Regions from separate parts of the Mus musculus genome. Here regions 2 and 3 are each linked to region 1. A link is a contact called in public ChIA-PET and HiChIP or PLAC-seq data. All regions are on one chromosome and are shown on one strand. Each heading gives the region's core, a stretch centred on a gene start, on an enhancer-like site or on the middle of the called end of the contact. The rest is flanking DNA. Distances are from core to core; before and after follow the strand shown. Region 1 holds the start of Rbm42 (RNA binding motif protein 42). Region 2 holds the start of Gramd1a (GRAM domain containing 1A). Region 3 overlaps Gm42377 (a long non-coding RNA gene).

Region 1 (3,450 bases), core at 279-2,778:
TTGTGCCCTCAGAAAAATACTTCCCAGAAGATTTCACCTCACTGATGCTGGTCTTTTATATATATATGTACATATATATATATGATTTATTTATTTTATGTGTATGAGTGCATAATAGCTGTCTTCAGATCCGGGTGGTGGTGGCGCACGCCTTTAATCCCAGAACTTGGGAGGCAGAGGCCAGCCTGGTCTACAAAGTGAGTTCCAGGACAGCCAGGGCTACACAGAGAAACCCTGTCTCAAAAAACCAAAAGAAAAAAAAAAAAAAAAACTGTCTTCAGACACACCAGAAGAGGGCATTAGATCCCATTACAGATGGTTGGGAGTCACCATGTGGTTGCTGAGAATTGAACCCAGGTCCTCTGGAAGAGCATCTGGTACTCTTAACCGCTGAGCCATCTCTACAGCCCCAGATGCTGGTCTCTTTTGTTTGTTTGTTTGTTTGTTTTTTTCCAAGACAGGGTTTCTCTGTGTAGCCCTGGCTGTCCTGGAACTCACTCTGTAGACCAGGCTGGCCTCGAACTCAGAAATCCACCTGCCTCTGCCTCCCGAGTGCTGGGATTAAAGGCGTGCGCCACCACACCCGGCTCAGCTGGTCTCTTCTTAATCACCGCTAATTTCTTAGCTCCAGCTAACCAGCATCAATTGTCCCAGTAGTCTCTTCTCTTTTTCACTCTAAAGCCAGAGCCACATGCTGGAACATCACCCCACCCCCAACCCCATTCTATTACCAGCTTTCTGTTTTCCACCTCCCTCATTGCCTAAGCTTGGCTGTCCTGGAACTTGCTCTGTAGATTGACCTTAAATCCAGAGATCTGCATGGCTATCTCCTAAATTATGGGATTAAAGACATGTACCTCCACACTTCTCTCTAGATATCTCTAGTATAAAAGCCAATATTTGGGGGGCTGGAGAGATGGCTCAGCAGTTAAGAGCACTGACTGCTCTTCCAGAGGTCCTGAGTTCAATTCCCAGCAACAACATGGTGGCTTACAACCATCTGTAATGGGATCTGACACCCTCTTCTGGTGTGTCTGACAGCTACAGTGTAGTTAGATATAATAATAAATAAATCTTTTTTAAAAGCCAATATTTTGTTCTGTATCCATAATCCCAGCACTTGAAAGCCTATGTCAACCTAGGAAGTTCCATACCTGGGCTCAAAACCAAACCAAACCCCAAAATGAAAAAAAGAAAACCATGGAGGTAGTCAGTAAAATTAAATTTTATTCAAAAAAAGAATAATGAACTGACCCCTGGCAGTGTATCTGTCCACCGAGTGCAAAAGACTCCTACCCTGGCTTTGCAGTGTTTACAAACTTCTGGAAGGACCTCCGAACTTCCGTGCCTCCTCAAAGTTCCGGCTTCCACAGCGGGGTGGGTCAAAGTGACGTTGCTTCGCTCTCATTCGCCCACCTTTCTCTACGAGGGCGGGGCCTATCCGTACAGCCGCGTCTGTCAGATTAGAGGCCCTTCCGGGGCCCTGACTTTCCGACACTCTAATTGGCTTTTGCTCGCTCTGGGGGTGTGGCCAAGTCTCAGCCCCTGTTCTTAAACTACGTCCTCACGCAGCGCATCCGTCGCGGTAGTCCATACGTCATCGGCCGGCTCCCACCCTGAGACGACAGGGACTCGACCGTAGAACCCGCTGCGGCTGCTGGAAGGAGCGGTGAAGGCTATGGCATCAGCGATGGCCGGAGCAGGGCCGGCTCCGGGACTCCCGGTGGCGGGAGGGCCGGTGGTCCCGGGGCCTGGTGTCGGCATCCCGGGCAAGAGCGGCGAGGAACGCTTGAAAGAAATGGAGGCGGAGATGGCCCTGTAAGGCCCTGAGTAGGAGAAATAAAAGCTGTTCCCGGGCAAACCCAATTAACCCTGTAGCCTCCAGGTCTTCAGAAGGTTGAGATGTGGTTCCATAAGGGGCCGTGGGACCCGAGGGATGCGGGGAGGCATTAGCTGGGATGAAGGCGCGGTGGAGAAGTACCCAGCACCTCAGGCTTGGTGAGACCTGACCTATGGTATCTGTCCCGCTCCCCCAGGTTTGAGCAAGAAGTATTGGGAGCTCCGGTGACCGGAATCCCAACTGCTGTGCCTGCGGTGCCCACGGTAGAAGCGATGCAGGTCCCCCCAGCTCCTGTGATCCGCCCAATTATCGCCACCAACACATACCAACAGGTAAGGTGAGAGCTACAGCTTGAGTCGGGAGAACAGAATGGTTTGGTCCCAATAAGGGCTTATCTATGGACAGCGATTGATGTTTTGGCTGGCATGACCACTTAAGTGCCAGGGACTCAGGATGCAAGACAGTATATTTAATCCATTGGAAACTAATATTCTACAGTGCCTGTCCGGTAGAACTTTCTGCAGTGTTAGATTATTCTATATAAACATCTCTTGAGCCAGGCATGGTGGCGCACACCTTTAATCCCAGCACTCGGGAGGCAGAGGCAGGTGGATTTCTGAGTTCGAGGCCAGTCTGGTCTACAGAGTGAGTTCCAGGACAGCCAGGGCTATACAGAGAAACCCTGTCTCGAAAAACAAACAAAAAAAAAAATCTCTTGAAAGTTTTTATTCACAGATTTGGGGTGTAGTTCAGTGGTAGAGCACTTAGCCTGGCAGAGTCCTATTTTCTAAGCCCACTACCACCACAAAAAAACCAAAACAATATTAAAATGTATATCTGTGTTGTCATTCCCAAGACTCATGGATAATATTCCAGGTGCTTAATAGTCAGCTGTAAGAAAGAAGCCGAGGAAAGAAGGAAACAGGGGGGAACTATTTAGAGGAACACCAGCAGAGAAAACGTGTTTATTCTGTTCACAGTTATTAGGTGGGCTGGGATGCAGCTTAGTAATAATCTCATGCCTGGCATGTCAAAGCCGTGGGTTCAATCCCTTGCATTGTGGAGGGAACAAAAAAGATCAAAGGCACTCTTGTGCCTTCTCAGCACTAGGCACTGTTCTAAGCAAGGGGTGTATAGGAGAAAACAAAACAGAAAAGTTCCCGTTGTTTCTTTGACCTTACAAAGTGGTAAGAGTTTTATTAGCAGTCAGGGAAGGCCTTTTTGATCTGGTATTAGTAAAGCAAAGATATAAATGAGATGACTGAACCATGCAGATGTCTGGAGTGATGTTATCCCAGGCAAAAAGTTGTCCATGCAAAGACTGAGACAGCATTGTCTTGTTCATGCAACAGCAGAGAGGTCAGTGGCTAGAGAGGAGCAAACAAAAGGGAAAATGGAGAAGATTAAAACAGTGATGGAAGCTAGATCTAGCAGGGTCTTCTGAGCCACTTTAAGATGAAATGAGGAACTACTAGAGAATTCTAAGGTGGGTGGTAATGGTCCAACTTATAGGTTAAGCATGTAGCTTTGGCTGTCTTGATAATATACTAGAGAGAGCAAGGGTGAGTTCAAGGAGATGGAGAAAGAGGCTAATAATCTAGGTAAGGTAG
Region 2 (3,450 bases), core at 664-3,163, 500 kb before region 1:
TTCAGCCTCCAGAGGGCTGGAACAACAGGGTGTAACACCACGTGGGACTTAACACTAAGGGACTTAGTTAGCCCTTCCCCTCCCTCCTCTCTCTCCTCCTCTCTCTTTCTCTTTCTCTCTCCTTCCTTCCTTCCTTCCTTCTAGACTGTTTCCTGCATTACCTTGGCAAGTCCAAACTCTCTTTGTAGACCAAGCGGGACTAAAACTCACAGCAATCCTCCTGCCTCTGCCTCCCAAAGTCCTCTAATACCACATAAGCTTAACAGCTTAATTCATCTAAAACAAACAAACAAACAAAAATCCAACTAAAATGACCAACCACCCACAGAAGTCCTGAGTGATTTTTTGATATGCAAATTTGAGCACAATGGCCTTCCACTTAAATACTTTAATGACTTTCCATTGTCCTTAGAAACAATTCAGAACCTTTAACGAAATTAATGAGGCTTTTTATGCATACTGAACCTCTTATGTCTTATGGTGAGGACACAGATGGCCATTATACACTTTTATTTGAAATGAATATTCACTAAGTAAAAATGTAAAAATTTGTGCGGTTGGTGGTTCCTGCCTGTAATCCCAGCATTTAGGAGGCTGAGGCAAGTTCATAAATTCGAGCCCTGACTCAGCTACATACTGAGGTTTGAGGCCAGCCCAGGCTATATAATGATATCCAACCCACCCAAGCCCTCACCACCGAAGTAAATGTCTTTCTAAGAGTAAACAAGCTACGGACGTATAAAAAGAGCAACACAGAAAGATGGAAGGCAGCCATGCAAGAAGAGCGAGCTTCCTCCTGTGGAAGGGATAGCAGTGCAAAGGTCCTGAGGCCGGAGGCAGGTGGGATGAGCAGGGGGGTAGATTGACACCTGGGATAATCAACCAGGAGGCTAAGGAGGAACCAGTTAGACAGACAGGTGGAAGGGGCCCAATCAGGAGGGCTCTGGACACCAAGATGAGCACTTTTTTTTTTAAAACAAGGAATGAGGTGGAGCCAGGGTAGGGCTTGAAGCCAAGAGGCCTCTGGCCAGACTTGGCGATTCACAGGCTAGAGCTCTGGCTGTAAGTGGTAACAGAGCGGGATAGGAATGGAAACCAAACAAGGTGGGACTGGGCCTACTGTAGCTGGACAAGAGGCTGAAGGCCGAAGAGGGGTGGGGAGAAATCCCTGGGCTGGGTCCCAAAGCCAGAGGCTCGTTCACATTGTGTTCTCCAACAAGGACGACAACCACGCCTGGCTTGCAGAGGTGGGTGCAGGGCTGGCTGGCACAAGAACTCGTCCTACACTGCAATGTATGGTCATTTCCCGTCCTGAGGCTCGGCAGGCTTCCCAGTATCAAAAACGCTGATGAGCCCTGCCCCTGTGCTGTTCTGGGGGAAACCCCTTGCCTGGGAGCAGGGGGCTCCCCAGGCCTGAGGGACTTGCCCAAGCGCACACAGCACTGCTAGGAGCCGGGTGGGCTGGAATCTGACGTGGTCTGCACGATTAGGCTGGGGAAGTCTCCATACACACGCGCGCGCGGAAAAGTGAACGCTTCTAAGGCAGGAACTGAGGTTCTGAGGCTGGGTGGGGAGAACGGGAAGAGGCTTTCCACCCTCCAGCTGTGGTTCCCCGACCCCACCCCCAGACTTCCGCCCCAGGCCAGTTCTTCCCAGCATCAGCCTGTCACCCACCTCCATCCCACTTCTCAGAGACTCTTCTGGGTCCAGGGGAGAAGCCCAGGGTGTTTAAACTTGTTTGCTCATTTGTTTTGAAGACAAATTCTCACTCTGCATTCCAGTGGCCTGGAATTCATTATGTAGCCCAAGCTGGCCTCGAACTCATGCCAATCCTCCTGTCTCAGCCTCTGGGATGTGAGGCGTGCGCTATCACGCCCCGCCCAGGCTGCTCATTTTAAATAAAAATTTTCTTCTGTCTCCCAGCCGGACTCTTTCCCCAGCCATCCTAGGCCTAGGCCCGCGCTCGCGTCCATGTCCCCCTCCCGGCGGGGGCGGCGCCGTGACGCGCGGGGCGGGAGCAGGAAGGGGGTGTCGCTGACGCCGAGGCGGCCTCCGGCGGCTCCGGCCTTTTGTGCGGGTGGCAGGGTCCGGTGGAGGCGGCGGCCGAGGCAGGCGAGGCCCGGGAGGCCCATCTCAGAGCAGCCGGCCGGGTCCTGCCCTGCAGCCGGGGCGCCGCATCCATGTTCGAGTAAGCACCGGGCCTCGGGGTGGGAAGCGGGGACGGTGGTGCGATCGGGCTGCGGCAGAGGGCCGGAGCTGGGTTTCCAAGCTGGTGCATGTAGGAGCGACCCCGCTGGGGACCAGAAGGGGTACACGTGAGGGATTGCAACCTGGCGGCGAGACCCAAGATTGGGGCGTCACTACCGGCCTGGGACGCATATGGGCAGCGGGGAGCTCCTCTAGGCCCTGATCGTCCCCCTACGGGGAGCCCTGACCCAACACCCAGATGAAAGGGCCGCGAGCAGCCCCACCCCCCATCCCCATTACTGGGCAGGCCCCGCAGATCCTCCGGTCGGTGGTCCCCGTTTGTCGTGGGGGCTGGGGAAAAGGAGCTTCTTTGAGCCTGAGATCTCGGCGGGGTGGGGGTCGGGTGTGTTCTGCCCCCCTCCCGCCCCCGCCACTCCTGCCTGGTCACCTGTGCCTGCGGGTTTCCGTTTGTGATTGTGCTCAGCGTGGTGTGTGTGTGTGTGTGTGTGTATGTGTGTGTGTGTGTGTGTGTGTAACAGCTGGGATTCTTTGGGGCAATGTTGTGTGGCTGTCTGTATGTTATCTATCATCTTCTGTGTGATGGCTACCACCCAGGTCGAGTGCATCTGGTGCTCTTGGACCCACTGTGGTTGTGTGTGAGACGTGTCTCATTTTCTTTGTGGCACCGTGTGCAAATCACACATTCTGAGCTTGTGCCTCATTGTGACTTGTACAGCATTCCGCTTCAGTCTCTTGGCTGACTGTACCTATAATTCACCATGAATTACGTCTGTGAGTTACCTCCGTGAGCTCTCATTGTGATTTGAGTATGTGTGCATGTGGTTGGGGCTCAGCTGCTGTGCGCCTGACATCCACATTTGGATGTCTTTTGGTTCCGTGAACAAGTAGAAATTGCATGTGTCTACCGGTGACAGTGTGGTGTCACTGGGCCCTGTGGGTGGCTCACTTACCTCTGATTCCGTCTGTGGGAAAGTCCCAGTGTATCCAAATGTGGCATTGTTGCATGCCTTGGGTGTGTGTGGGAGATTGTCTCTGTCTCTCAGACCCTTTGTGGCTTTGTCTGTTGAAAGAGACAGAGACCCCTTGTGGTTTTCTCAGCTGAGAACCCTCCCTCCTGGGATGTTGGGTGTAAACTTAACTGCTTTGCAAAGCCTGCCCCTCCTCATGCTGACCCTTCAATATCTGGCAGTGCATTGTTCCCAAGCCCCCCTTGTCTATGGGAATGTCAGGGCTCTCTCACCT
Region 3 (3,450 bases), core at 547-3,046, 350 kb before region 1:
ACGATGGCTGAAGCCAGGGACATCAAAGTCAGAGGTGAAGAACGAGGCTTGGGGACTAGCCTGGGCACTCAGAAACAGGGCCTCCTAAGACCTGGAATATTCCATACCCATTGTCTTGGTAGGGTTTTACTGCTGTGAACAGACACCATGACCCAAGGCAACTCTTATAAGGACAACATTTAATTGGGGCTGGCTTACAGGTTCAGAGGTTCAGTCCATTATCATCATGGCAGCATCTAGGCATGGTGCAAAGAGTTCTACATCTTCATCTGCAGGCCTCTAAGAGAAGACTGACTTCCAGGCAGCTAGGATGAGGGTCTTAAAGCCCACGCCCACAATGACACACCTACTCCTAACAAGGCCACACCTCCTAATAGTGCCACTCCCTGGGCCAAGCATATGCAAACCATCACACCTATTCAGCCAGGTAGAGCTCTCCAGAGGCAGGCTGAACAGCCACAATTCACCAGCTATAGGAACCATCTACTAGGTCCATGCCCACGTGTGTCCATCCTCTCCTTCCCCAACATAAGACAGTAGGAGCACGAACCTTCCTTCACATCCGGAAACCCAGAGACAAAGAACGACGATGCTACCAAAAGCCTTGTACCAGGGACCCCTCCATGTATCCCGTCCCTGAGGACCAACCAGCATCAGCCCCTCCATGGTTGAGGACTGCTGACTCATTCGTTTCTCATGCCGTCTCTTGACGTTGAGCCACACGGAACCTGGCACGGGTAAGGGCACCAGAGACACCAAGGATGGACCACACAGTCGCCTGGTTGCTGTGTGTGCCTGGCCTCCATCTGTAGACTGGGGCTGTCAGTGCTGCTTACTACAGAGTCCAGCAAAGCCTCATGGGAACCTCACCTGGATTTTTTTTATCATGGGAGCCCCTTAAATACCAGCTCTTGTGACAAACAACATGTTGGCCTCCATAAGAGAAGTAAATTGAACAGAGTAACCCGCATCTGTAGTTGTAGCTACTAATCTGGAAGCTGAGGCACAGGGGACATGGTCGGGGGAGGGATCACTTAAGCCACAAGGTGGGTGACCACATTGGGCAACATAATTAAACCCTATTTAAACAACCATGGAGCAAGGAACAATCTAGGTGTGGAAATATACATCAATAATTCCAACATTCCGGAGTCTGAAGTGGGACATTCTGAGTTCAAGGCTAACCTGGGCTAACATAGTGGGATCCTGACTCAAGAGGGGGAGGAAGAAGGGAGGAAAAGAGGGAGGGAGGGAAGGAGAGGGAGGCAGGCAAACAGACAGACAGAACTAGAAAGTAGTGAAAGAGGAGGGAAGACCATGAAGAGGTAGAAAGGGCAACACTTTACCAACAAAGAGGAAGATGTTGAGATGGGAGGGAAGCTGGAGATAGGTGAAGGAAAACCAGAAAGCCTGGCAAGGATGGAATATTTCCAGAGAATTCTGGGGAAAAGACTTCAGTTGCCTAAGGAGTTGATGGCCATTTGGTGATTAGAGGCTTTTTGCTCGTCAACTGTCTCTATGATTTCTGTTTTACCCACCTGTGGCCATGTGGCTAAGAGGAAGCAACCGTGCCTCTCTGAGACCCAGTCTCCCCACTGGAAAATGGAGAACACAGTCTCATCCACATCTGCAGGGTGGCTGGGGAAACTGAGCCGTGCAGCCAAACTCCATCTTACCTCTGTGGAGCAGCAGGCAGCTTTCCACATGGAGATGCTGCTGCGTCCGTCCACCAGCTCACGCTTGGCAGACAAATCAAAAGGCTATAAATAGACACGTCTCAGTTCTCATAAATGGGTTAAATATGACTTGGCTTCCTGCCCAGGCTTCCTGTCAAGGCAGTGGGCAGGGACTGTTCCCTGCAGGGGTCTGCTAGGCGCCAAGGTCACTTGCAGTGGAGGAGGCAGGGACTGGAACAATATCCAGGTGATGTCCCTCCTAGACACAAGCTGCTACTAGCCCTCTGAGCCCTGACCACAGCCCTGCCCAGTGACTCAGGCTGGGCCACTGGCCCGATTGCCTGGACTCACCTCTCTGGCTCAGCCTGCATTAGGTCAGCCTGTCTGCAAATGAGTCCTGGGACTCTGAGCAGGCACTGGGGGGAGGGGAAAGAAGCAGGAGGCAGCACAGTGGTCTTAGAGAGCCTGGACTGTCCTGGGACCCCCTGCCCATCTGACTGCAGGAGTATCTCAAAAGTGGAGCTCGCCCCTAACGCCCTGACATGCAGAAGTACGTTCTGGACATGGCACTGGCAGGTCCCCAGTGCCTGGGTTCAAGTCTCAGCTGCCTCAGTTTCCCCATCTGTGGAAAACAGAAAATAACAGTACCTCCCTAAGAAGGCAAGGGCATTCCTGGCTCTCGGCATCGAGTTGGGGCAGAGTATCTGCTCTGGATGGGAGAGGGGTATGCCACTACTATTTGTTTTGTTTAAATTTTGAGACACTGTCTTACAGTGGAGCCCCTTGCTGGCCTGGGGATCACTATGTAGCTCAGGCTGGTCTCAAACTCATGAGGTCCACCTGAGCGATTAGAATAAAGACATGCACCGCCATGCCCTGTGCTGTTGTTGTTCGTTTATTATTTTTTTTTTGTGTGTAGGTGTGTTTGTACATCTGCTTGTCTGTATATGCACCACATGCAAACAGTGTCAGAGCACCCCAGAAGAGGATCTTTTGATCCCCTGGAACTAGGGTTATAGACGATTTGAGCTGCCCCGTGGGTGCTGGGAATCAAACCCAGGTCTTTGGCAAGAGCATCAAATGCTCTTAACTGCTGAGCCAACTCTCCAGTCATTAATTTGAGACAGGGTCTCACTGTAACCTAGGTTGGCCTTGGCCTTGAAATCCTGACCCTTCTACATGCTGGGAATATAAGAATATGCCACTCTGCTTGGGTTAATATGACTGGTTTGTTTGTTTGTTTGTTTGTTTTGGCTATAACTACATGTAACTCAAAAGCAAGGACCATAACATGGATAAAGTGAAGGCCATGTCTGTAATCTCGGTGGTTGGTAAACATAGACAGGAGGGTCAGGGGTTTAAACTGTCATCCTAGTCTACATAGCAAAGTCAATGCGGGGCTATCTCTGACATTCTCTGAAGCAGAAAATAAACAAATGAAAGTAGGATTCTAAAGCCACCAAATTGGGTCCAGTACCCAGACCCAATACTTCCAACTAGTGTCCCCTTAGATGTGGATTTAATTTCTCCATGTTTCTATTAATCATCTGTAACGTTAGAATGCTAGTTATTTATGATGTGCTATGAAAATTAATAATGTGTACTAGTTAGGTTTCATTGTCAACTTAGCACAGCCAAGACTCCTCTGAAAGGAAAAACCTCAACTGGGAAATTGCCTGGATCAGATTGGCCTGTGGCCATGTCTATAGGGGGTCTGCCTTGATTGTTAGTTGATGTGGGTGGGAAAAGCCCACTATGGGCAGCACCATCCCTA

What was found. ChIA-PET counts read pairs in DNA pulled down with a chosen protein or histone mark. HiChIP or PLAC-seq counts read pairs in DNA pulled down with a chosen protein or histone mark.
Region 2: a contact with region 1 is called in an RNA polymerase II ChIA-PET map of memory CD8 T cells, with 12 read pairs. The contact joins the promoter of Gramd1a here to the promoter of Rbm42 in region 1. A contact is called at or near these places in 1 of 39 promoter capture datasets (cranial neural crest), 1 of 115 datasets of contacts at active chromatin or transcription factors (memory CD8 T cells) and 1 of 9 other capture datasets (pancreatic islet).
Region 3: a FOXA1 HiChIP or PLAC-seq map of pancreatic cancer cells shows a contact between it and region 1. The contact joins the enhancer-like site here to the promoter of Rbm42 in region 1. A contact is called at or near these places in 5 of 39 promoter capture datasets (cranial neural crest, frontonasal cranial neural crest, hippocampal neurons and 2 more), 5 of 115 datasets of contacts at active chromatin or transcription factors (bone marrow-derived macrophages, forebrain, large pre-B cells and 2 more) and 1 of 9 other capture datasets (liver).

What each region holds. Positions count from the first base shown.
Region 1 is chr7:30,648,306-30,651,755 of GRCm38.p6, reverse strand. Rbm42 (RNA binding motif protein 42) reads left to right here and starts at 1,528. Exons shown (of 10, transcript NM_133693.2): 1 at 1,528-1,818; 2 at 2,037-2,172. The coding sequence starts at 1,679.
Region 2 is chr7:31,149,634-31,153,083 of GRCm38.p6, reverse strand. Gramd1a (GRAM domain containing 1A) reads left to right here and starts at 1,913. Exons shown (of 19, transcript NM_027898.4): 1 at 1,913-2,188. The coding sequence starts at 2,181.
Region 3 is chr7:30,999,192-31,002,641 of GRCm38.p6, reverse strand. All of the region lies in intron 2 of Gm42377 (a long non-coding RNA gene), which reads left to right. Among named protein-coding and RNA genes, the nearest start is that of Fam187b, 19 kb to the right of the region's middle. Within about 2 kb of position 1,796, at least 143 of the 459 cell types and tissues checked have an H3K27ac peak or open chromatin away from gene starts, as enhancers often do. A contact at or near this core is called in bone marrow-derived macrophages, memory CD8 T cells, pancreatic cancer cells and 1 more, where this site is marked.